2 separate regions of the Capra hircus genome follow, and region 2 is linked to region 1. A link is a contact called in public Hi-C data. All regions are on one chromosome and are shown on one strand. Each heading gives the region's core, a stretch centred on a gene start, on an enhancer-like site or on the middle of the called end of the contact. The rest is flanking DNA. Distances are from core to core; before and after follow the strand shown. Region 1 holds the start of ETS1 (ETS proto-oncogene 1, transcription factor). Region 2 has its middle 48 kb from the start of FLI1.

Region 1 (3,144 bases), core at 377-2,876:
GGGCTTGAGTGTTAGGGGGTCTAAGAGAAATCACCACCCACTGCTGTGTCTTCATTAAGGTCTCTGAAAGATCTTCAAATAACAAAATTCAGCCTGGCTTGTGTTAAAAGTTTAAACAGATTAAGAAAGGGTTAAAATAAGCAACTAATTACAGTGGAGGCAAAAAAACTGTTAACCACCGCACTGGCTGAACTTATTGATCATCAGATACAACAGAGCTGCCTGTTACTGTGATTAATTATTTTCCAAAAGCATCAGCTTGTCCTTTTACATCTTTCTATATACCTTTACCTCCAAAATCATGAAGCTCTTAAGGACAGCTGGCAGTTCCTATCCTGAAAGAAAGCATCTTTTCTTCTCAAACTGCTTTATTCCAGAAATTCTAGAGTGCCAGAGTCCATTAAGCTGCTCAGCACCAAAAACTGTGTCTAAGACAGACTGAAATTTCTTTCCTATCCCTTTCTTCTGCAAATTCAAGAGCTGGATAACACACCAACCAAAGACCCAAAATCACATTTGGTGTTGGGAGGTTTTCCCATAGATCTTAGGTAGCAAGGGAAAAATTAATGGCAGATTAGAAAGATGGATGAAGTAACCTGCATAAACAGAATGGGGATGTTTTCCCTAGTTAAGATGATCATTTCAGCTCTGCATCCATCTCCACACCCTCAACCCCGAAAAGAGACACTAGACAGCAAAAAAACGTGACAGGCGAGCTCAGGAAGGCAGGACATTTGAAAATGCGCTTGAAGGCCAGCCAGTTAGACACCCTTTGGGCTCTTACTCCCCAGGGCTCTCCATCTAGCTCCAACTCTGGGCGATGTCGGCAGGGTCAGAGGATGATGTCCTAGGCGGCAGTGTCCACCCTCACTAACGTTAAGGAATAAGGCCAGAGGGTTCCCGCTCATTTGGAAAAATAAGAAAACAGGAATGGGGGTGCTGGACATTCTAAAAGCTTTTTCCCACTACTCACAAAAACACAGCTGTGAAAATAAATACCACCACCACCACCCCCAACAAAGGTATCGGGCCACCAACAGTCCAGCTCTTCCTCCTGTCTACATCTTTCCAGCTGCCACCAGCATCGCCTGCTTAGCAGCTGGGGCAGAAACGCACCACTTGCCTGGAAGGGAAGATCACAGGGGGAGAAGTGGAGGGGACCCAGGCCAGAGGCCGAGGGCTGGGGTTGGGGGGCCTCGGCAGTCACCACTCACCCGGGGAGGGGAAAAGCTCCATATCCACTTTTTCCGTCTTGATGATGGTGAGAGTCGGTTTGAGATCGACGGCCGCCTTCATGGTGCCAGGAGTGGGGAGGGGGGACAGACGGGGCTAGAGCGAGTTTGCTGTTATTCTTGTTTTTCTTTTTAATGGGAATGAGTAACAGGGGAAAGGGGACGGGGGAATCGGACCTTCTTCTTTAAAATCTCAAATTTCCGCTGACTTTGTCCCGAGCCCAGAAGGTGAGCGCCCGGAACTCTCTCCGGGGTAGTTGGCACTTTGCGGGAAAGTGCGCGCGCGCCGGGTCCCCGCCTCGCCTGCGCCCCGCCGGCTCCCTCCTCGTCCGCGCCCGGCTCCCTCCTCTCCGCGGGCAGCCGCCTGCGCTCGCCCTCGCTCTCCAGAGCCGACTCCCTCCCTCGCCCGCGCGCTCTCCCCTCCTCTTTGGGGCGTAGCTCGCGGCGCCGGGCCCGGGCCGTGGGTCTGCGCGCCCGGCCCCCACCCCCAGGATCTCTGCCGGGCGGGAGGGGGGTGTCGGGGGGACTCAAGGGCGGGGCGACGAGGGGCGGGGCGACGAGAGGCGGGCGCGGCCGGGAGGCGGGGCCCGGGACCCTCGGCCAATCGCCGGCCACGGCCCAAACCGAAAGGAAGCGGGGCGGAGCTCGGGGCCCTCCGCGCCCACCGCGCCCTCGGCTTCTCGCGCCTTGCAGCCGGGTCGCCTGGGAGCCGCGCGCAGAGCCGGCGGGCCGCGAAGCCCCCTACTTGGGGGAGAAGAGCCCGGAGCGAGCGGGCTGGCTAGTGCCCGGGCCACCCCGGCAGTTTGGGAAAGTCCATCTGATTCTCCACGCATTCTTGAGGACTTGGTCACCCGCTCCCGCCCCCTCCCGGGAGCGGCATAGTTTTCCAAGTGCGTGTCCATCATTCATTCACAAAGACTGACACACAGGACGTGAGGCAGCGGATGGAGGGGCGTGCGTGCGAGCAAGGGGCTCCGAGCCAGTGTCCTCAAAGGGCTCTGGGAATGCTGGACTCCGGCCGCTTAGTGACTCAGGGATCGGGGCTGTATTGCTGGAGGAGCCTTCGGTTTTCCCAGAGCCCACCCGCGTCATCGTTAAGAAATCAATTAAGAAGTGAGCTGCCCTTGATAAGAATCTAGCTGCCACTGGTAAGGATGGAGCCCAAGGCTGCCTCCTGGAGACCCCAAAACAAAGGCCCAACGACTTCTATAGTATAGTATTAGTAAAGTCAAGAACCGGGGCCCCAAACTGGAATCCAGCCCTGGGCTTCCTTGAACTTCCAGTTTCCCTACAGCAGTGGTTCTCTTACTCTAATTATATCACCATTGGCCAAAGTTTTGTCTTTTCTTTCACAAATTCTCTACTAGATAAACCTGACGACCCTCCTATTGCCACTGTCTAAAACATGATGCACAGCTCTGTGGTTTGAAATTTCTGGAGTATATCATTCACAACCATGACAGAAACACAGTTTCAGCCCCCTTTTCCATTTGGGAAGCCCAGACACTTAGGATACGCTAACATGACCCCTGCGTAATTAATAGTTTGCCACTGGCGCATTGGTTATAAACGGAGAGAGTTGGTCCTAATTAACAAATCAAGCAGTAGACCCAGAGGTGCACACCTAGACACAGGTACAGATATCGGGAGCCAGGCATTGATACCTATCTTTGATGAACTAAAAGAGTAAACATAAATCTCTCTGAACAACCTCAGAGGAAGCTATTTTTAATCCTGTTTCCTGATTTCTAAGCATATGTTGAACTCCCACCACATGGTTATAACTGTAACCTCAGCCTCTGATAAGTCTTAACACACCTGCTTACCTCATCTAACTCCAGTTTTGTCCTCTTGAAGTATAGTAATTTACAGGTTTCCCACAGCCAGGGAGGGAAGGAGCCAGGAAGAGAAG
Region 2 (3,144 bases), core at 181-2,680, 110 kb after region 1:
TAACCTCCAATTAAAATACATTTATATTTAAAAAAGAAAAAATATATAACATTATATAATATATAGAACATTATATAATAATATAATCTCAGCATTATAATGCTAAGACGAGACTCAGCCTCTCCTTGGCCATTTCACTTCTTTCTGTGTTGTCTCTCTGTTTCTCTCTCTCCTTTTTTCTCCAGCACCACTCCCTTCCCTTCATCCAACATTTTTATACCTTTGCCTGAAGCTTGAGAATCTCTGTGTGCCTTTCAGGGGCTTTGGGATTTCCCAACAGAAGATATAAAATGATGTGTAAACACACGGCTGGGTGAGAGGTGGGAAAGAGAATTTAAAGTCCTCAATCTGTTCTTCTGTGACTAGTTTCTTCCAGATGGACACGGATGGTCCCAGGGGTTTTGCTCTAAGAGGGGCTGATTTACTGACCTCAGTGCGAGTCCTAGGACCCGGAGGATCCCTGTAGGATATTAGTCACTCTATAAAACCTCCAGGCCAGTTTCCCAGGCTGTGGGGGCCTATAGAAAATTTCCCATAGGGTTCCAGAGCCTGAGAACATATGCATCTCACGGCTTGGCCATGGGTTCGTGTTGCATCGGATGTGATCTGTCTCTTAAAACATGACTTCGAAAATGTCCCCAGACAAAACTGCAAAGTTTCTCGACTTCTCTCCCACCCAGTCACCCTCCTCTGGGCCACAAAGCACAGCAGAGCCCGGAGGAGTCTGGAGTCCTTGATGCATGCTTGTTTCCAAGATGGCACACGGGGAGGCTGGGGATGGCGGTGGGGCAGAGAGAGCTGGGGGAAGCAAGTCTGCTCTCCCCTAGCAGGGAGCAGTGCTCAGAGATTATCCAGCAGGAATCCTTCCCACCACCTCCCTTTCTTGGATTTATTTCTTGGATCTTGGTTTCAAATCCCCCTTTCTCTCCCCAGAAGTCAGCTTCACCTGTGAAGCCCTTTCCAGGTTATGACATTTTTAGTTGCTTAGTCCAGCTCTTTGCCATCCTGCAGACTGTAGCCTGCAGAGTCTGCTGCCCATGGGATTCTCCAGGCAAGAATACCAGAGTGGGCTGCCGTTCCTTCTTCAAGGGATTTTCCTAACCCAGGGAACGAACTCATATCTCCTACTTTGGCAGGCAGATTCCTCACTGCTGAGCCACCTGGGAAGCCCTCTGCAGCTGATCATCAAATGCAAGGGAAGTGCCAGCCACATCTCGGTGACAACCAGCAAGATAACACATTTATTCTCTATGTTCCCTCTCTCAGACCTCTAGGCCACTCATTTCCACAGAAAGGAATTCTGATCCAGAAGAGGCGAAGAGATCAGAGTGGATGGAAGTTAGAAGATGAGGAAGACAGAGGGCATGTATGCCTGCAGCAGACCAGGGGGGAGAAGTCTTATGCCCGTTAGATGTGTGGGCTGCACCCTGTCACCTGACCCGGGGGAGATGATCCAGGCTCAGCCTGCGCGTCTGACGCAGGATGCTCTTGTCCTGACGTGAACACAGGCTGCAGGCGTGACCCCCTGGTCTTGTTCTTTTCTTCCTGCCCTGATCAGCAGCAGCCTGAGTCATCATGTCTGTATCTTGATCTACCCCCCAAATAGCAGCTTAGAACAAAGTGAAAAGCATTCCTCCTAAAAAGCACGACTGGTATTTTTAGAGTATCTTTACTCCTAATGGTGAAATACATGGATGTATCACTTTGGTCCTGAGGCTGCTGTTTGGACCAAAAAACACACAAGCACCCCTAGGTTCTAGGATCTGAGACCTTATCCTCCATCTGTGGGCAGAGCAAGAAGTCTTTAAACCCCTGGGCTGGGCTCAGCCTCCCTGCCACTGTCTCTTCCTCCAGGTCTCAACCAAGAAGCCGAGAGTGAGGACAGGAAGAAACACCTAGGCTTCTGGAAGAGGCAAAAACACACCAAACTTGCCAAGTTTTACACCAACTTTCTGAGCGCTAATGAGATCTAAGCTTCTGGGTTTGGGGCTGACTTACACCAGCCTGGGGTGACTTCCTGTTTTTGAAGAACCAAGGTGGGTAGACACTCAGAGCTGTGATCTGGGCACCAGGCAACTTTGACACCACTGTTAACCGCCAACGTCAGCGTCACTGGAGCTGACACTGTTGGTGAGATGCCGTTAGCCCCAGACAAGAGGTTTCTAAAGCCAGGTGGCCATGGGCTTTCTTTGAGATGGGAGGAGGCCAAGACAGGGTCAGGCTTTGGGCCTCCCTTGAGCTCCTGGCTGATGGCTGGGGAACAAAGAAAGCAGTGCTGAAAGAGACAGGTCAGAGACACACACTCATGCTGGGAGCTGCTGTCTCACTAATCACAGGAAAAGATCTAAGGGAGGATGAGGATACCTGAACAGGGGCCTTGGGACTAAAGGGCACCATCGGGTCACCAGGACAACACATCTACTGGATTTCCTGGGCAAGAGCCACTTTCAATTTGCTGTCTGAATGGTCCGTATGCAGAACCAACTGGCAGACCACAGGTCCTCCTGCCACAGCAGAGGGGAGCGCCAGGCCCAGGGGCTGCACTGGTGGTCAGCTTGGACCTGGCTGTGGGTCATTGATGCCCCACTCTGTGAGGCTTCCCAACGGCTCCTTGGAGAACGGTGTGAGCTCCACAGGCGCTCCCCGCTCTCCAGCCCCTCGTGCGCAACAGCCACTGCCACCACCCGACGTGATGCCGTGTGGGTCTTCCCCCCACCTCACCCCCAAAGATAGTAAGGCATTCACTCAATAGCGGTTAAAGGAATAAGTCTGTGTGCGTGCATGATAAGTCACTTCCGCTGTGTCTGACTCTTTGTGACCCTATGGACCATACCCCCCAGGCTCCTCTGTCCATGGGATTCTCCAGGCAAGAATACTGGAGTGGGTAGTCATTCCCTTCTTCAGGGAACCTTCCCGACCCAGGGATCGAACCTGCATCTCTTACGTCTCCTGCAATGGTAGGCGGCTTCTTTACCACTAGCGCTACCTTATCCCTCCCCAGCCTAAGCTCAAGAATGGGGCCTGCAGCTTACAACTGTGTACCTCCCAGTGGCTTGCACACAGTAGGTGCTCTAATGAGCAAACACGGGTTGATTCTAGTGGATTCTAGCCCTGGAAGAAGGGAGAGGAATAAAGAACAGGAGC

What was found. A called contact is a pair of places that touch in the nucleus more often than the background predicts.
Region 2: a Hi-C map of blood shows a contact between it and region 1, with 2.4 times the contacts expected there. The contact joins the enhancer-like site here to the promoter of ETS1 in region 1. A contact is called at or near these places in 2 of 5 Hi-C or Micro-C datasets (both in blood).

What each region holds. Positions count from the first base shown.
Region 1 is chr29:31,205,207-31,208,350 of ARS1.2, forward strand. ETS1 (ETS proto-oncogene 1, transcription factor) reads right to left here and starts at 1,627. Exons shown (of 8, transcript NM_001285769.1): 1 at 1,215-1,627. The coding sequence starts at 1,296.
Region 2 is chr29:31,320,046-31,323,189 of ARS1.2, forward strand. No RefSeq gene overlaps it. Among named protein-coding and RNA genes, the nearest start is that of FLI1, 48 kb to the right of the region's middle. Within about 2 kb of position 1,431, at least 1 of the 5 cell types and tissues checked has an H3K27ac peak or open chromatin away from gene starts, as enhancers often do.